3 separate regions of the Mus musculus genome follow, and regions 1 and 2 are each linked to region 3. A link is a contact called in public Hi-C and HiChIP or PLAC-seq data. All regions are on one chromosome and are shown on one strand. Each heading gives the region's core, a stretch centred on a gene start, on an enhancer-like site or on the middle of the called end of the contact. The rest is flanking DNA. Distances are from core to core; before and after follow the strand shown. Region 1 overlaps Wdfy2 (WD repeat and FYVE domain containing 2). Region 2 overlaps Ints6 (integrator complex subunit 6). Region 3 holds the start of Wdfy2 (WD repeat and FYVE domain containing 2).

Evidence for each region. A called contact is a pair of places that touch in the nucleus more often than the background predicts. HiChIP or PLAC-seq counts read pairs in DNA pulled down with a chosen protein or histone mark.
Region 1: a Hi-C map of olfactory sensory neurons shows a contact between it and region 3, with 3 times the contacts expected there. The contact joins the enhancer-like site here to the promoter of Wdfy2 in region 3. A contact is called at or near these places in 2 of 39 promoter capture datasets (hippocampal neurons and liver), 1 of 15 datasets of contacts at CTCF or cohesin (CD8 T cells), 22 of 484 Hi-C or Micro-C datasets (CD4 T cells, CD8 T cells, LSK cells and 14 more), 11 of 115 datasets of contacts at active chromatin or transcription factors (the HPC-7 cell line, Th17 cells, bone marrow-derived macrophages and 6 more) and 3 of 9 other capture datasets (adipose tissue, embryonic stem cells and pancreatic islet).
Region 2: an H3K4me3 HiChIP or PLAC-seq map of bone marrow-derived macrophages shows a contact between it and region 3, with 2.5 times the contacts expected there. The contact joins the enhancer-like site here to the promoter of Wdfy2 in region 3. A contact is called at or near these places in 5 of 39 promoter capture datasets (the C10 cell line, cancer-associated fibroblasts, fetal liver and 2 more), 8 of 484 Hi-C or Micro-C datasets (B cells, the G1E-ER4 cell line, bone marrow-derived dendritic cells and 5 more), 8 of 115 datasets of contacts at active chromatin or transcription factors (the SCID.adh cell line, acute myeloid leukemia, bone marrow-derived macrophages and 3 more) and 5 of 9 other capture datasets (adipose tissue, embryonic stem cells, liver and 2 more).

Annotation. Positions count from the first base shown.
Region 1 is chr14:62,954,033-62,958,935 of GRCm38.p6, forward strand. Wdfy2 (WD repeat and FYVE domain containing 2) reads left to right here. Exons shown (of 12, transcript NM_175546.4): 11 at 829-937; 12 at 2,248-2,854. The coding sequence ends at 2,277. Among named protein-coding and RNA genes, the nearest start is that of Defb48, 28 kb to the right of the region's middle. Within about 2 kb of position 2,244, at least 13 of the 459 cell types and tissues checked have an H3K27ac peak or open chromatin away from gene starts, as enhancers often do. A contact at or near this core is called in olfactory sensory neurons, where this site is marked.
Region 2 is chr14:62,722,931-62,727,542 of GRCm38.p6, forward strand. The region is part of intron 4 of Ints6 (integrator complex subunit 6); the gene reads right to left. Among named protein-coding and RNA genes, the nearest start is that of 4931440J10Rik, 35 kb to the right of the region's middle. Within about 2 kb of position 1,836, at least 6 of the 459 cell types and tissues checked have an H3K27ac peak or open chromatin away from gene starts, as enhancers often do. A contact at or near this core is called in B cells and bone marrow-derived macrophages, where this site is marked.
Region 3 is chr14:62,835,712-62,840,775 of GRCm38.p6, forward strand. It overlaps Wdfy2 (WD repeat and FYVE domain containing 2), which reads left to right and starts at 1,979. Exons shown (of 12, transcript NM_175546.4): 1 at 1,979-2,346. The coding sequence starts at 2,210. It overlaps Gm26536 (predicted gene, 26536), which reads right to left and starts at 2,820. Exons shown (of 2, transcript NR_168886.1): 1 at 2,414-2,820; 2 at 1,190-2,309. Mir8098 (microRNA 8098) reads left to right here and starts at 2,010; the gene lies at 2,010-2,146.

The sequences.
Region 1 (4,903 bases), core at 994-3,493, 120 kb after region 3:
GCCCAGCTCCACCTCTGGTCTTCTGCCTCTTCTCTGGCAAGCACGCTAGCCCTTGCCTCTAGAGTGTCAAGGCAGCCAATGGGTCTTACTAAAATTGACAGCAAAGCCATAGGCCAAAGAGCACAAAACAGGCAATGCTGTATGTGTATTAAGATACTTATATGGCTTGATATATACATATACGCATATATACATGTATATGTTGCTTATGGAAGCTTTAGAATACCATTTTAAAAACTTCTGTTTGCAGTTACACCAGTGGGAAAGAGAAGACAACATAGATGGCCTTCAGTGGTGTCATTTTAACAACCACACCTTTAAAAAAGAAATAGGCCAGCCAGAGTATATTCCCCCCTCCAAAGCACAGACTTGGCAAAGGTACCGTGGCCTTTAAAGACTTCCCCAGAGCATAGGTAGAGATGTTCCTGGATGTCGTTTCCTGAAGGAACTGGGGGTTTTCATCTTTTCTATTCTGGAGGCCAGAAGAATCATTTTACCTCCGAGCCAGTGAGATGGGTCAGTGAGTAGAGGCTCTTATACCTAGGCTGACAACATGAGTTCAGCCTCTGGATCCCACAAGTTAACAGGAGAGAAGCGACTCGGAGAGTTGTCATCTGATCTCTACTTGTGTACTTATACTCACACTAACAGACACAGGCAAGCACGCATGCAAAAGCAGTAGCCGCATCATATAACAGATCACCAAGGAGTGAAAGCAAGACCATTTCTAACAGCGAAGCAGTCGTCAGCCATTAGGCTGAATCTCAGGTTGTCCTGGACCGCTGTCATCCATGTGCCTGCCCCTTACTCTCGTCTTGCTCCTTGCAGACGCGCCCCCACAGCCACCTTCCATGACAGTAAGCATAACATTGTGCATGTGCATTTCGATGCAACCAGGGGATGGTTACTGACTTCTGGAACTGACAAGGTAATTAAGGTAAGATGCCATCTTGTTATGCTTTCTGTTGTGGGCCTTGAATACAGACAGCAGGATCAGGAGTGTGAGGCTGTGTTCAGGTTATCCATGGAAGTGAGCACGGGGAGCCTGCTGCACCCACCACGCCAATGCACATGATAATTTCCTGACGATATGATCTTTAAAAGATAATAGTAGGACCTGGCTGTGGTGGCGCACACCTTCAATCCCAGCACTCCAGAGTCAGAGGCAGGTTAATCTCTGTGAGTTCAAGGCCAGCCTGATCTTCAGAGCAAGTTCCAGGACAGCCAGGGCTATACAGAGAAGCCTTGTCTCAAAATAATAATCATAATCATAATCATAATCATGGGAGCAGGGTGGGGGAGGGTATAGGGGACTTTTGGGATAGCACTTGAAATGTAAATGAAGAAAACACCTAATTAAAAAAGAAGAAAAAAAATATTATTGCAAGAACCAGAGCTCATCCCTAGAACCCACATTTTTTTTTTTTAAGTACAGACATGGTGGCAAATGCTTTTAATCACAGAGCTGGGGAGAATCAAGTAGATCCCAAAGGACTCAGGCAGCCTAGCTTAATCAACGAGCCACAGGTCTCAGAGAGAGATGCTGTCTCAAAAAAAAAGATAGTTGGCCCCTGAGGGACGATGCTTGAGTTAACTCTCACACATGTGGATACACATGAGAGAGTGAGTCCCATACACAGAAGTCACGGGAGTGACATGTGAGCGACAGTGATCAGGACCCACAGAGGGAGGTGTGCCGTTCTTGAAGCTTGGTAAAGCAGGTGGTCTTGATCTGGATGCTGGTTGGAAGGAAGACCTGGAATCAGTGGCCAAGTGATGCATAAGCCTTTTTCCTACCAAGCTTAATTACTTCAAGAGTGCTTATCCAGGCCTGTGAAGTTTGTGGCAGGTCACAGCAGAGGCCCAGGACAGAGGGGTGGACTCTTTGTCACCCTGTCCTATTTTAGAGGCAGCAGTAGGATGAAGTTGTTAGAAGTGACTTCAAGCTAAGTTCAAACTTGGAGGCCTGGCACTTCTTTCTGATGTCTTAGAGAATTGTTTGGAAGGTCACCCAGGCGTGTGCCGGCTCTCTCTCCCTCCGTGGACCTGATATGCCTTTATCCTCCTTAGCTTGGGAGCAACATGTCAGCCGCCCTTATATAGAAGTCAGGCTAGTGCTATGTGCATTTGCTTGATAACTGGGAACAAAACCAAAACAGCACTTTGAATTGAGCCCGTTCTGAGCATTGTTCATCCCCAGTACAGTTGGCTCTTAGTTCATCCTTGGCTTCTCGCTCTCCTTTGCAGCTGTGGGACATGACCCCAGTGGTGTCATGATGACTCGCCCAGGGACTAGGAGACAGTGTCCCTGAAGAAGCACTTGAGTCCAGCATCCTCCCGGGAGGAGGAAAGAGAGCTTCTGGATGAGCAAGAAGAGAGACCGAGGCTCCCAGCGAGTGTGGGTCCTCCGCCACTGTTACCGCAATCTAGTGAAAGCCATTCCCTCCCAGGACTCTTCAGTCGTCCATACCACAGAAAAGAAGATATTTTTTTATCAAATGGTTTATACAGCCTGGCTGTGCTGCATTCATTATTTTGAGTATATTGGAAAATCTGTGTGGATGTTTACGCTTCTATATTTCAGCTGTGTGTTGTGTTCATTGCTTTCTCTGTCAGAAAAAGAGAGAAACATCTGTTGAAGGTATTGCGTTCTCGTCAAGCGGTCTCCTCGTTCTTGCCTCAGCATGTACAGACAGTCCTTCTCGTTTCTCGAGACTTCCACCACCGGCCTCGCTTGCCTCTTGCCACAGAGGATGATCACAGTTTGTGCCGTGTTTCTCTTTCATGGCTTGGGATAAGAGTTGGAAAACCATGCGTGTCCAACAGCTGGCCTCTTGAGTCACCTGGAGGGAGCAGGTACATTGTCGGAAGTCCCTTGCAGCTCTGCTCTGGCGTTCTCTGCCATCCACACTAGAAAATGCTGCAGCAGCCTCTGCTGACCATCAGCCAGGACACAGGTCCTGTGACCAGCCTCACCCTGCAGTGCCTGCATCTCAGAATTCAGTGAGAGTCTTTCGAGCCTTTTGTGTTTTGGACTATGGGGACTTGGGATTTTTTAATTTTATTATTATTTTTTTGTTTTGTTTTTGGCAACTTTCCTTCGTTCATAACATGAAAGACAAACAGAAATGTCTGTGTTCCAGAAGGAAGTGCCTTGGAGGTGCATCTTTCTACATGGCATTGCCTCTGTATGTGAACATGTATTACTTTAAGATTAGAATTCTGCTTTCTTCACCATTCATAATTTAGTTTCTCTTTAAAAACCAGGTATTTAAGCATCTTTATGTTCATGTATACTCTGCTATGAAGCCAGCGTGTGATCTAAACAGAGGTACTAAGAAAGCAACAGAATCCTCCAAAGGGAATAATCAGTTCAGCTTGAGAAGGTACAGTAAGGACTCCCTCGGGCTATCAAGATAGGATTAACAGTAGTGGCAAGCCTGTGTCCAGAAATTGGCCAGCCTCTCCAAGCCCTTCACCATAGTCACCTGTCAGGAATGTCACGTCATTGCCAGGTGAGAGGCCTTCTGGGTAAACAGGCAGATTGCTCGCCCTACCCTCTCCATGCCATCCACCACAGTACCTTGCCCACTTCTTGCCTAACAGGTGTTGCCTGGCACAGAGGACTTGAATGAAATGCAGTCCTCCTGTTAGTTTTGTTCTGTTCCTAGAGAAGCAGTTCCTTTCCTGGCATCGTTGCTTCTCTTCACAGAAGAAGTAATAATCACCATTCTTGGGCCCCAACCACACTTAGCACTGGCGACCCAGAGTGCTTCCTAGGACAAGCCGCTTCTGCTCTCTGGCACTGGGAAGGCCTGGTGTGCACCTCACACAGCCACACCCCTGGTGGCTGGCTGCAATGTGAGAGCAGAACTCTCTCCAGGGCGTCATCACCACTGTGATTTAACCTGGTCCGAGAAAGGCCACCTAGCTTCAGTCTGGCCACTATTACTGCTATCAATTTTTCTCTGTGTGGTCGCTCCATCACAGAGCTTTGAAAAGGGAATTAGAGGTAAAATATTCAAAGATCAATGGTGTGGTTGGATGCTAGGATCTATAGCCACTTGGCAAGTTGCAGAGAACTGTGTGTTGTAAATCAGTAATAGAAGTAAGTCTGTCTGAGCTGGAGCATGACTGCCCAAGGAATGGAAATGCACTATTGGGGAAGCTCAGACTCCCAGCAAGCCTGTGTGGATTCCCAGTCTTGTATAGACGAAGTCAGACCTTCAGTAGAACACTTTACACTGTTGGGTGGCCCTACATACCATGCTGGTCATATCCCAGCTACGGCCCATCCTTAGGAGTGCCCAGAGATTGAAAGTTGACAGTGATGAAAATCATGGGTGCCTACCACAGATTGACCAAGGTTTCCATGGCTCTGCCCTTTCCTCTCTCCTTACCCATGTGGCTAGTGATGGGAAATTATGTATCAGAAAACCAGCTCTGCATGTGATACTGTGAATCTTCTACTTGCCTGGTATCTCCATTAACCCACGGGGAATGCATGCTGGTGCTCACGGTGTCCAGGCACTGACCTCGTCCACCAGGCATGAGGGCTGGCACAGTGCTTGGCTCGTTTCTCCTCTGGGGAAAAAATTGACAAATCTGTCATCCTCTTGGGTGTACACTTGACTTTTCTTGCTGTGCTATGGAAACCACAGCTCTGGTACCCGTAGTGAGGACAGCCGTGCTGGGAGGTAGGGAGACTGCACATGCGGAGTTTCTCCTACTTGGTGAATGAAGAGCATCTTTCAGTCTTAGTGTTTCCAAGGGAAAGCATTTAGTGAGCCACCTGGCTGTCTCCACCATAGCAACAATGGTTTTAGAATAAGTACTTGAAATTTTGTATCACTTTATAAAAGGCCAGTCAACATAATGTGTTTCTCGTTTAGTTATTTGAATT
Region 2 (4,612 bases), core at 586-3,085, 110 kb before region 3:
GGCAGAGCATCAAAGATGTAATTAGGTCTAAATGTTATCAAGTGAGACCTTTTTAGAACAGAATAGATCATAAATCAAGTTGTGACTCGGGTTATTTAATGAAAGGTAACATGTTACACATTATATTTTTTTACCTTCAAGATCACTTAAGTAAGTAACTGCAGCATGTTACAGCAGTAGTACAGAATAATACCTAGGGGAAATGAGGAAAGGCACCCCAGGCAAGAGTAAAGAACTGAAAAGCTTTGCTAAGGCTTACAACTGCATGGAGACTGGGGAATTGATGGAGTAAAGACAGAGGAGGAACAACAGCCCCCTACAAACACACACACTTAAGACTGAAAACTAAACTTCAGAACAGATAGGAAAGACTTTAAGAACCTCTTTAAGCCTGGCTGGCATAGCCACTCAAACCTATAACCTGGGCAAAAGGCTAAAGGTGGAGGGTTACCATCATTTCCAGATCAGCCTGGGTTATGGAGTAGCACCTTCCCTCCAAAAGAAGCAGAGCCATAGAGAAAAGAAAGGAAACCAAGAAGAAAAAGAGACAAAAGTGAGGAAGAGGGGAAGGAAGAGGAAGAGGGGATGGAGAAAGGAGAAAGAATAAAAGCAAATATTTACCATAACCCCCAAGTAGACTTCAGCTAGTTGCTTACAAATAAATGGTTACAATTTTAGTAAGGGGACAAAGAAACAGCTTAACTTTCAGGGAAATCACAGAACAATTCAGGTCAAGCTTAAAGAAAATATAAAAAAATAATAGGTACTTGTCTTCATCTCCCACTCCACTTACCCAAACGGCACTAATTCTTATCCATTCTTCCTCAACTGCTATAGTATAGCCAAAATATTCTGAACTGAGTCTGATTAAGTCTAAAGAGGCTTATTCCTCCTTTGTGGAAAATGCAAACCATGTAAAGAAATTTGAACCAGATTGCTGAATGATGAAGACAAAGAAGCTCCAGGAGAGAAACCAGGTACCTCAGCCATATACTCCAAAGAAATAATAAATTGTTTTAAGCCAGTAAGTTTCAAAATGGTATGTTATGCATCAATTGATAACTACAGGCATCATGAAATCTAGAGATATCTTCTAGCCTCAGCTCAACCTCAATCCCAAATATCAAAACTTTAAAATGTTAAAGATCTGTAGGGCTTAATAATCAGAGGCCCTTGCCAGTTTATACTTGGCCCAAACTAACCTACTCACAGGTTGAATTACTATCTAAATTTAGATAATATTCCACTTGAATATGCCCAGCCAAATTCTCTCCTCTGAATACCAAATTCTCTATCTGACATTCATTCCTAAATGATTCCAAGATACCTTGAAACCTAAGCATTCTAAAGTCATGATTTCTCTTCTTCTGTAAGTTTTCCAACATTCACTAGGCCAGGAAATGAATGGCATCATTATCATCATCTACACAGTTCTTTAGAAGCCATTTTACTGCCCCTTAAGCCTTAAATACAATTTATGACAGTGAATTTTACTAATTTAACTTCCTAAATATTTCTTTAAAATGTGGGGTTTATTATCTCTTTTACTACCATACCACCTACTTGAGAAAATTGCTAAAATTAACAGCAGCACCTACCTGGTCTTTCAACACTTACTTGTCGTCTTCTCTTCTTTCCTTACCACTGCACAGAACTCTGAATGACATCTGCCTGTCTTGTTCCTGCTAGGCAGGCTCTCAAACCCTGAGCTACATTGCCAGCTCCTGATTCTTCTGTATTAGCACCATCATTACTTAGCATGGTTCAAGCTCCTTGCACAATGAGGCCCAAACTTCTTTTCCACCATATACTATAATCCCCTTTTTTGTCAATGCTCCAAGTGCCATTAGCCTTGTTTCAGTTCCTCATTCTCAAAACAAACCCTTTAGAGAAAAGGACTCCCCTGCCTGATATGATCTTCATTTATATATTCTATATAATAAACCTTACTCTCTTCTGGTCTTCTCTTAGACAAAGCCTCATTCTGCAGCCTAAGCTGGCACAGGAGTCCTACCTCAGCTTCAAGCCCTGGAACTGCAGAGCTGAGCCACCACACTGGCTTCTCTTCACATATTACAACCCATGACCTCTGACTAGATCTAATATAGTTACTATAAGACCTGATAGCACATTCCTCCCTACTCTACCCTAATTTGTTTACAGTACTAGAGGTGGAGCCCAGTACCTCAAAGCCTGAGCTAGATATCACTTCATATCCCTCCATTTTGAGAGAATAAGTGGTGAATGCAAGTTTACTTTCATCTACCTAATTATTTTTTAAAATTGCTATCTTCTCCAGTACCCCAAAAGCAGGACTCCGGTTCACTTTGCCATCCATTCTATCTTAGACTCTGGTGTATCTAGACAATGAGTTGTTCAATAAATATGACTCAATGAAAATGAAAGGATTAATAATGTGACTAGCTAAGCTGTGAAAGCACTGAGGACTCTACTGAACAACTGAAAGCAATGAAATAGTGTGAGCAGAATGATATACACAAATGGCATATTTTAGAGACATTCTGCCACATGTGGCAGATTAAAGGTAGTCATGAAAAGAACCAAGACAGCAAGAGTGCTAGTAAAGATGCTTGCCACCAAGCCTGATTTCCAAAACAACCTCTGCACGTGCACCATGGCACTCATGTGTATTCATTCATACAAAAACTAAATAAAATTTAAAAGAAGAAAAAGAGGGCCAGACATATAGCTAAGCTGTTAAAAGAGTACTCACTGATCATCTAAAAGACCTGAAATCAGTTCCCAACACCCATATCATGCAGCTCATAACCACCCATAACTCTAGTGCAGGGGATCCAATACCTTCTTCTGGCCTCCTCAGGTACCTGTACTCATGTGCACATAACCACACAGTCATACACAGTTGAAAAATAAAAATAAACAAATGGTTTGTTGTAGACAGAATGCACAAACACTTGTCTAGCATATGTTAGGCCTGAGATCTCTCAATGAAGGAAAAAGGAAGAGAGGGGGGAAGGGAGGGAGGGAGGGTGGGAAGGAAGGAAGGAGGAAGGAATGGAGGGAGAGAGAAAGGTGGGAAAGCAGGAAGGCAAGCAGGCAGGAGTAAGAGCTGCGGCACTAAATAACTAGTGGCAATGGAAAAAGAAAAGAGGAAGCAGACTAAGGATTACTAAAGGTAAGAACCTGATAGACATCAAAAACAAAGGAATGATATACAGCCTGGTATTGTGTCCTACAACTTTAGTGTTACCTCTACAAATGAGAGGTTAACATATTCAAAACCATACTATATGAATTATGACTTAAACTATGATCTAAGTTTTAAACATCTCCCATCAACACAAATCAGAACATGTTTCTCAAAAGATGTGCAACATTATCAACTCTTAAGAGTACAACTATGGGGGCTGGATTGATGGCTCAGTGGTTAAGAGCACTGACTGTTCTTCTGAAGGTCCTGAGTTCAAATCCCAGCAACTACATGTTGGCTCACAACCATCCATAAAAGGATCTGATGTCCTCTTCTGATGTGTCTGAAGACAGCTACAATGTACTTAACATATGATAAATAAATATTTTGTTAACTATATCCAAACTATTCAGAATATAAATAAAACATTTAACCTGGAATAAATCATAAACTATTAAGTCAGAAAGCTAATTTAAAGCATACAGGTAAAGAAAACCAATGTCAAAAGCTTTATATATCATTTTTAGCCAGCCAAAAATCATTGTTGGCTAAGATTTCTCCATTTACTGAACTTATATAGTAAATGTCATTCCATCAGATTGCCTGTTTTATTTAACTCTCTTTACAAATCTATTACCTATTACTTAAGAGTCTAAGGAATAGCAACAATTTAGTATGTTTCTTTGCTTCCCCAAACTTAAGATTGAGCACACATAAAAAATTCCCTGGGCAGTAAGATGACTGAGCAGTGAGAGCTTGTCCTCACTAGCCTGACCACCAGAACACACGAAAAGGTAAAGGAAAGAACTGACTCTTCAGTTAGCCTCTGCGTTCCACAGGTGCACTCCCTGTGCCATACTCATAGACCAGTAGACAAACTGGTCTAAAGCTTTTCTAAACTCCTTTTGGCCATTAAAATTTAAGCACAGTATGTAGTTATCTTGACTTTTAAAACACCTTATAGTTTAAGTACATCCAGAAATGATATTTTAAAGACTATTAGTATTTGCTTAGTATTTTCTAATGGATTAATTTTAGAATAGTTTCATATTTGCTTTACTTGAAATGCAAACTATAAGTCAAAATAATGCTTAACTTTTAAGTTAGCTTGAAATAATTTTTCGATTACTCAAATAATTTTTCATAGTTACTAAAACAGTTAAAATACCACTTAAAAGCTTTGAATTTAACCTCAGAAACTTGGGGGTTTAACCTGGATTTATTTACACTGTCTGGTACATGTTCATTGATCCAGGTAATGATATGGCCAATTTTTTTCAGATCCCCTTTCCCTCTATAGACCAGGTTGCAATCCTCTCTGGCCTTTACAATAGAGTACTAAGTTTACAAGCATACACTACTGCACCTGGGTTTTGTTTTGTCTTCTTTCTAAGAATTAGGAAAGCAATTTTATGTTAAGTTTCTGTAAGACTTAAAGCT
Region 3 (5,064 bases), core at 729-3,228:
TGTGACCCTGGCTTTCTTTGTCTGACAGACACCCTTTCATAATTGGCCATCAAAGACTGAGAAGTTGATCTAAAAGAAGTCATTTTAATCCAGTTATTAAAAATAGCCTTGGGGGCTGGAGAGATGGCTCAGCGGTTAAGAGCACTGACTGCTCTTCTGAAGGTCCTGAGTTCAAATCCCAGAAACCACATGGTGGCTCACAATTATCTGTGGTGAGATCGGATGCCCTCTTCTGGTCTGTCTGAAGATAGCTACAGTGTACTTACATATAATAAGTAAATAAATCTTTAAAAGAAAAAGACGTTTATTTAAAAAAAAATAGCCTTGGTAGTAGGTTATAAAAGATGGTTTAGCAACTAAGATTACTTGTTAGAGGACCTGGGTTTAAATCCAAGCACCCATATTGTAGCTCACAATAGGTTGTAAATACAGTTTCAGGGGGTCCACTTCTTCTGACCTTGCTGGGCTCCCGCACACATGCGGTACACATATTGGCACTCAGGCACACACACACACACACACACACACACACACACACACACACACAAACACAAACACACTATAAAATAAAGAAAAAATAGTTCTCTTGGGCCTGTAGAGATGACTTAGCAGTTAAGAGAACTGGACACTCTTCCAGAACTACATTTGACTCACAGCACCCACTTAGAGCTCACAACTTTCCATAACTCCAGTTCCAGGGATCCAGGCACACACCTGGCGAACAGACATACATGAACGGAAGACAGCCTTCTGACTGCTTTATTCCTTTCTCTCTCAATTCTGTACAAACACTAGTCTGATTATTTCACGTAAGTGGAATCATAAAATAAACGGTCCTCTATGATTAGTTCCTTTCATTTAGCATTTTGCTTTCAAGGTTCGCCTTGCTTTGCTATGCTAATGGAAATCACAGATATCTAGTACCCCACCGTTTCTTTTGGACCTGACAGTAGCAATGTTTATCCTTTGAAGCAATACTACATTCCCCCCCCCCCAAAAGAGACTGTTTTACATCCCCACCTGAATTGTAAAGGAGTTCCAATTTCCCCATAGCCCAGTCAACATTTTATTCTCCTTATTACAGTCATTCTATATTATATTGTGATTGTATTTATTAACTGTCCGTTGTCACTGGAAAAGCAAAAATGTTCAATTGCTAGGGATTGGAAACAAGACTGGACAAAAAGACTTAGGTTCAAGTGTGAGTCCTTTATTCATAATACAAAGAGAAGATTGATACCATGATCTCTAAACTCCCTCAAAGAAGCTTGTATGAGAGTCTCTTCTTCCTCTACCCTCATATCTCACTAAAACCGGTGGCAGTGTGACCCCGAGAGAAGTCTTGCTCAGCAGGGCTTGCTCTTTAGTTCTCCCTCTTAGATACTACACTATTTCTGCCTCTGACTTGGGCAATAACCCACAGAAGGCGCAGAGTTTCGTTTGCCCACATCTCTCCTGGGCTGAGAAGTGGGCGTTACTGCTTTCTAGAACAAGGACGTCGAGGATGGAGGAAACTACAACCCCCAAGAGTCCACGCGGTGCTGGCAAGAGCCGTTTCTCTACGGCCGACAGCACAGCGCCCTCTCCGGTGTGTTATTGTTAAAACTTAGCGGTGAGTCATCTGCGCGCATGCACACTCACGTCCCAACTAGTTTAGCCTCTATCCTTCCTGCAGGCGCTTTTCCGGTGCGGCTGACGTAGGCTTTTCCCCGCCCCCAGAGTCTGGAGAGGGTGGGGCTCTGGGCACGCGCATTCACAGATTTTTTTTTTTATGAGGGAGGGGACAAAGCTTTGGGTGTGGAAGGGAAAGTAAAGGACTGCGGGGCGCATGCGTCCTGACAGCACTGCGGGCCTCGGTTACTTACGGGCGGCGGGGCGGAAGTGGCTCCTGGACTGACGCACGCGCATTGGCTGCTAGTGCCCATCCTCCGGAAGTGGGTTGGCCGCCTTGCGACAGGGCCCCGCCCCGCCCCGCCCCCTGCTCCCCGCCCCCTACTCTCTTAGGTGGCGCCGGCTTGCGGCTAGTGTGGCGGCGGTGTTGGTTTTGGAAGCCAGAGCGGGCACATTCCCTGGACAGGCGGCAGGGCTATGGTCGCTGGCTCCCAAAGGCCCGCTCCGCTTCGCAGCCCGATCCTGAGCGCAAGCCTGAGCGTTCTCTTCAGCCAAGTCCCCCGGCGCGTTCGGCTGCTCCCCGGGCGCGCCCCCTCCGATGGCGGCGGAGATCCAGCCCCAGCCACTGACCCGCAAGCCGATCCTGCTGCAGCGGGTCGAGGGGTCGCAGGAGGTGGTCAACATGGCGGTGATTGTACCTAAAGAAGAGGGTGTCATCAGCGTCTCGGAGGACAGGTACTGACTGCTTGTCCCCGTGCCGCGCGGAGGTCCGGCCCTGGCTTGGTGGGAGGGTAGACCGCACCTACTGGTTCAGTTCCCAGCGCGGTGGCCTTGGCCTCAGCAACTGGTCCCTGGCGGAGTCCGAGTGGCCCTTGGGTTAACAGTGCAGGAGACACCAGACCTGGTCCAGTTTTGGGGATGGGAAGGGCAGAGGGAGAAGCCGCCCAGCTTTGCAGGTGTTTTAGCTTAAAGGACCCTCCATGCACCGGGATGATTTGGAGGCGCTGCTAGTTGGTCCATTGTTTGGTTACCCAAACGAGAAAGGGAACGTATTTTCTTTCTTCTATACGGTTCACCGAATCTGTGTATCTCCAGGACATCTTTCACCGAACCCAAGGACTTATTAAATTGTGAAGAGAGTAACTTTGGGCTTCTGCGTGTGGCGCCTTCCTTTCCTAAAAGTTTATGTCTTGGAGCTCAAGGGGAAGTGACTGGAAGTTGCAAGGGATCACTTTTGCAGACAACTGCTTGAGTTCCTTCCCTTTGCCTACTTCCTTTCCAAGATTGCTTAATTAGCAGAAGTAGCTCTGGTTCTGCCTTCAGGATTCCCCTTTTGCGCTGTGTTTTTGATTTCCAGAGGAATGCCGCTTGAATATAGGGGATAGGGTAAGATATCTGAAATTACTATTTGGGTAATATCTACAAGCATTTTAAAATCAGTTGTAGCGTGGCAGAGGTATGTAACTGTCTGGGTTCTTAGCTTCAGACAGGCAGTTAGGTTTTCTTATTATAAGTTAGTATCATGCCGAGGTAGAGTTATTCTGTGACTCTTAAAATTGCAAAGATAAAGCAAAAAGTGCTCACTTAAAAAAAAATCGTTTCAGCACCTAATGTAAATTCAAACATTTTTTACTTGATTTGTTTCTTAGGTTCTTGAATATAAAGGAAGAGTGTATTGCATGTGTATATTGCATATCGACCTCTGCATCATTCTTGATATGCATGGCGCCTACTTCATTTCCTATGCAGATCTGTGGGGAAACATTGCGAACATATGCTAATGGCAGTCAGTCCAGGAAGAACTGAAGAAACTGAGTGACGTGGATGTGGGAGCCGTTAGAGATTCATAAAGAAGTCTTATGACAGTGTTTAATTTTTTCCTTTGGTGCAACATGCTTAGACTGCATTAGACTGTTTCTGGGCTTAAAATTTGTCATCAAAGGATTATCTTTCTGGAATATTTTCTATAAAATATATTGAAGGAATATGTTGATAACTTCCCCTTTCCATTACTAGAGATGAGATTGATTCCCGATTTGTAAGCAATTCTTTAGTTCATTAAACTCAATCGGAGGAGGAGGAGAAAGGTTGTCCAGACCTCAGCTCCATGCTATTAGTTTAGAAACGTCTGATTCCCATTTCAATGTATTTTCCTTGAAGGAAACAACTTTAGTGGAGGTAATGTTCCATGTCTAGAGAAGCTAAAGTATATGTGCAGAAAAGTGAAGAGCACGTCTCGGTTCATCGTCGCACAAAGGAAGTGCAGTGCCTAATGATCTCTCACTTCCCTGGTTTGCAGTGTACATAACAGAATTTGTCTTACTGTGGAGTTACCGGGAATCGGGCCCCTGCAGTAATGCTGGGTCCTTGTCTCTGTAAATTTTGTTACTCAGGTTGACAAGTCTCTGCTTCTTCGGGTCAATCAACCATGAATGTAGCTGTTTTAAGGCAGTTTTAGATATGGCTTGCCCTAAAAGAAAGAATTGATCTGTGTTCTTACTTTTCAAAGGCAATGTTAGTGCCGCTTGATATAATGCTAAAGATAGGAAGATGGAGTATTGATTTTCATCAACACTTGCAAAACCATTACCATTAGCTGCTTTGCCAGTTCGTTACTGAACCATGAGGGTCAGCTACAAATAGTGCGCTGTAGCATTTTACTTAGGAAATCCTAGTTCCCTTTCTCCGTTCAGACTCATTGGAGCCTTTATCTGCACCTTTGAGAAAGCTTAATATTTTTGTTTTAAGCAGTGATATACCTATGTTATGTCTGTTTTGTCTTCTGTGAGGCCTCTAGGAAGCGTTGTGTCCTTTACTGACTAAGGAGCTACATAGTACCTGGCACACAGGAGTCCCTCATTACTTGTTTTATCAGTGACTGATGTAGGACCTCCCTCCACCCCATTTCTAAGAATCCAGTACTTAACTATTCTGGATTCATTGATGTTTGCTGAGTGAGTATTTGGATGACTTGTGAAAACCTTATGTAGACAAGTAGACCTTCGTGGGGGAAGTATTGGACTAGGTGGCCTTAGACACGTTCAAACTGAGAATTCAAGCATTGCTTCAGTCATCCCAGCAGACAGTAAAGTTTCTAGTGTGTTCTCATCGTGTGTGTGTGTGTGTGTGTGTGTGTGTGTGTGCGCGCGCACGTGCGCGCGCGTGTGCATTTGTGCGAATGGGTGACAGCGATGTTAATGACCAAGTCTTTTCAAGGTGCTTACATAGTTGAGTAGCAGAAATTTTAGAGTATAGGTTTTGTTTTGTGTATGTGTGTGGTGCTAGGGATGGAACTCTGAAGTCTGGACATGCTAGGTAAGCACTCTCTACCCCTGAGTCACACCCCCTGGCCGAGAATATTATGTAATAAAACCGTTACATTTAAGATAGAGTGTTGAAAAGAGAACTTTCTGGTGGGGAAGAGTGACTGGGCTCCAGCCCCTGTTGTTCTCC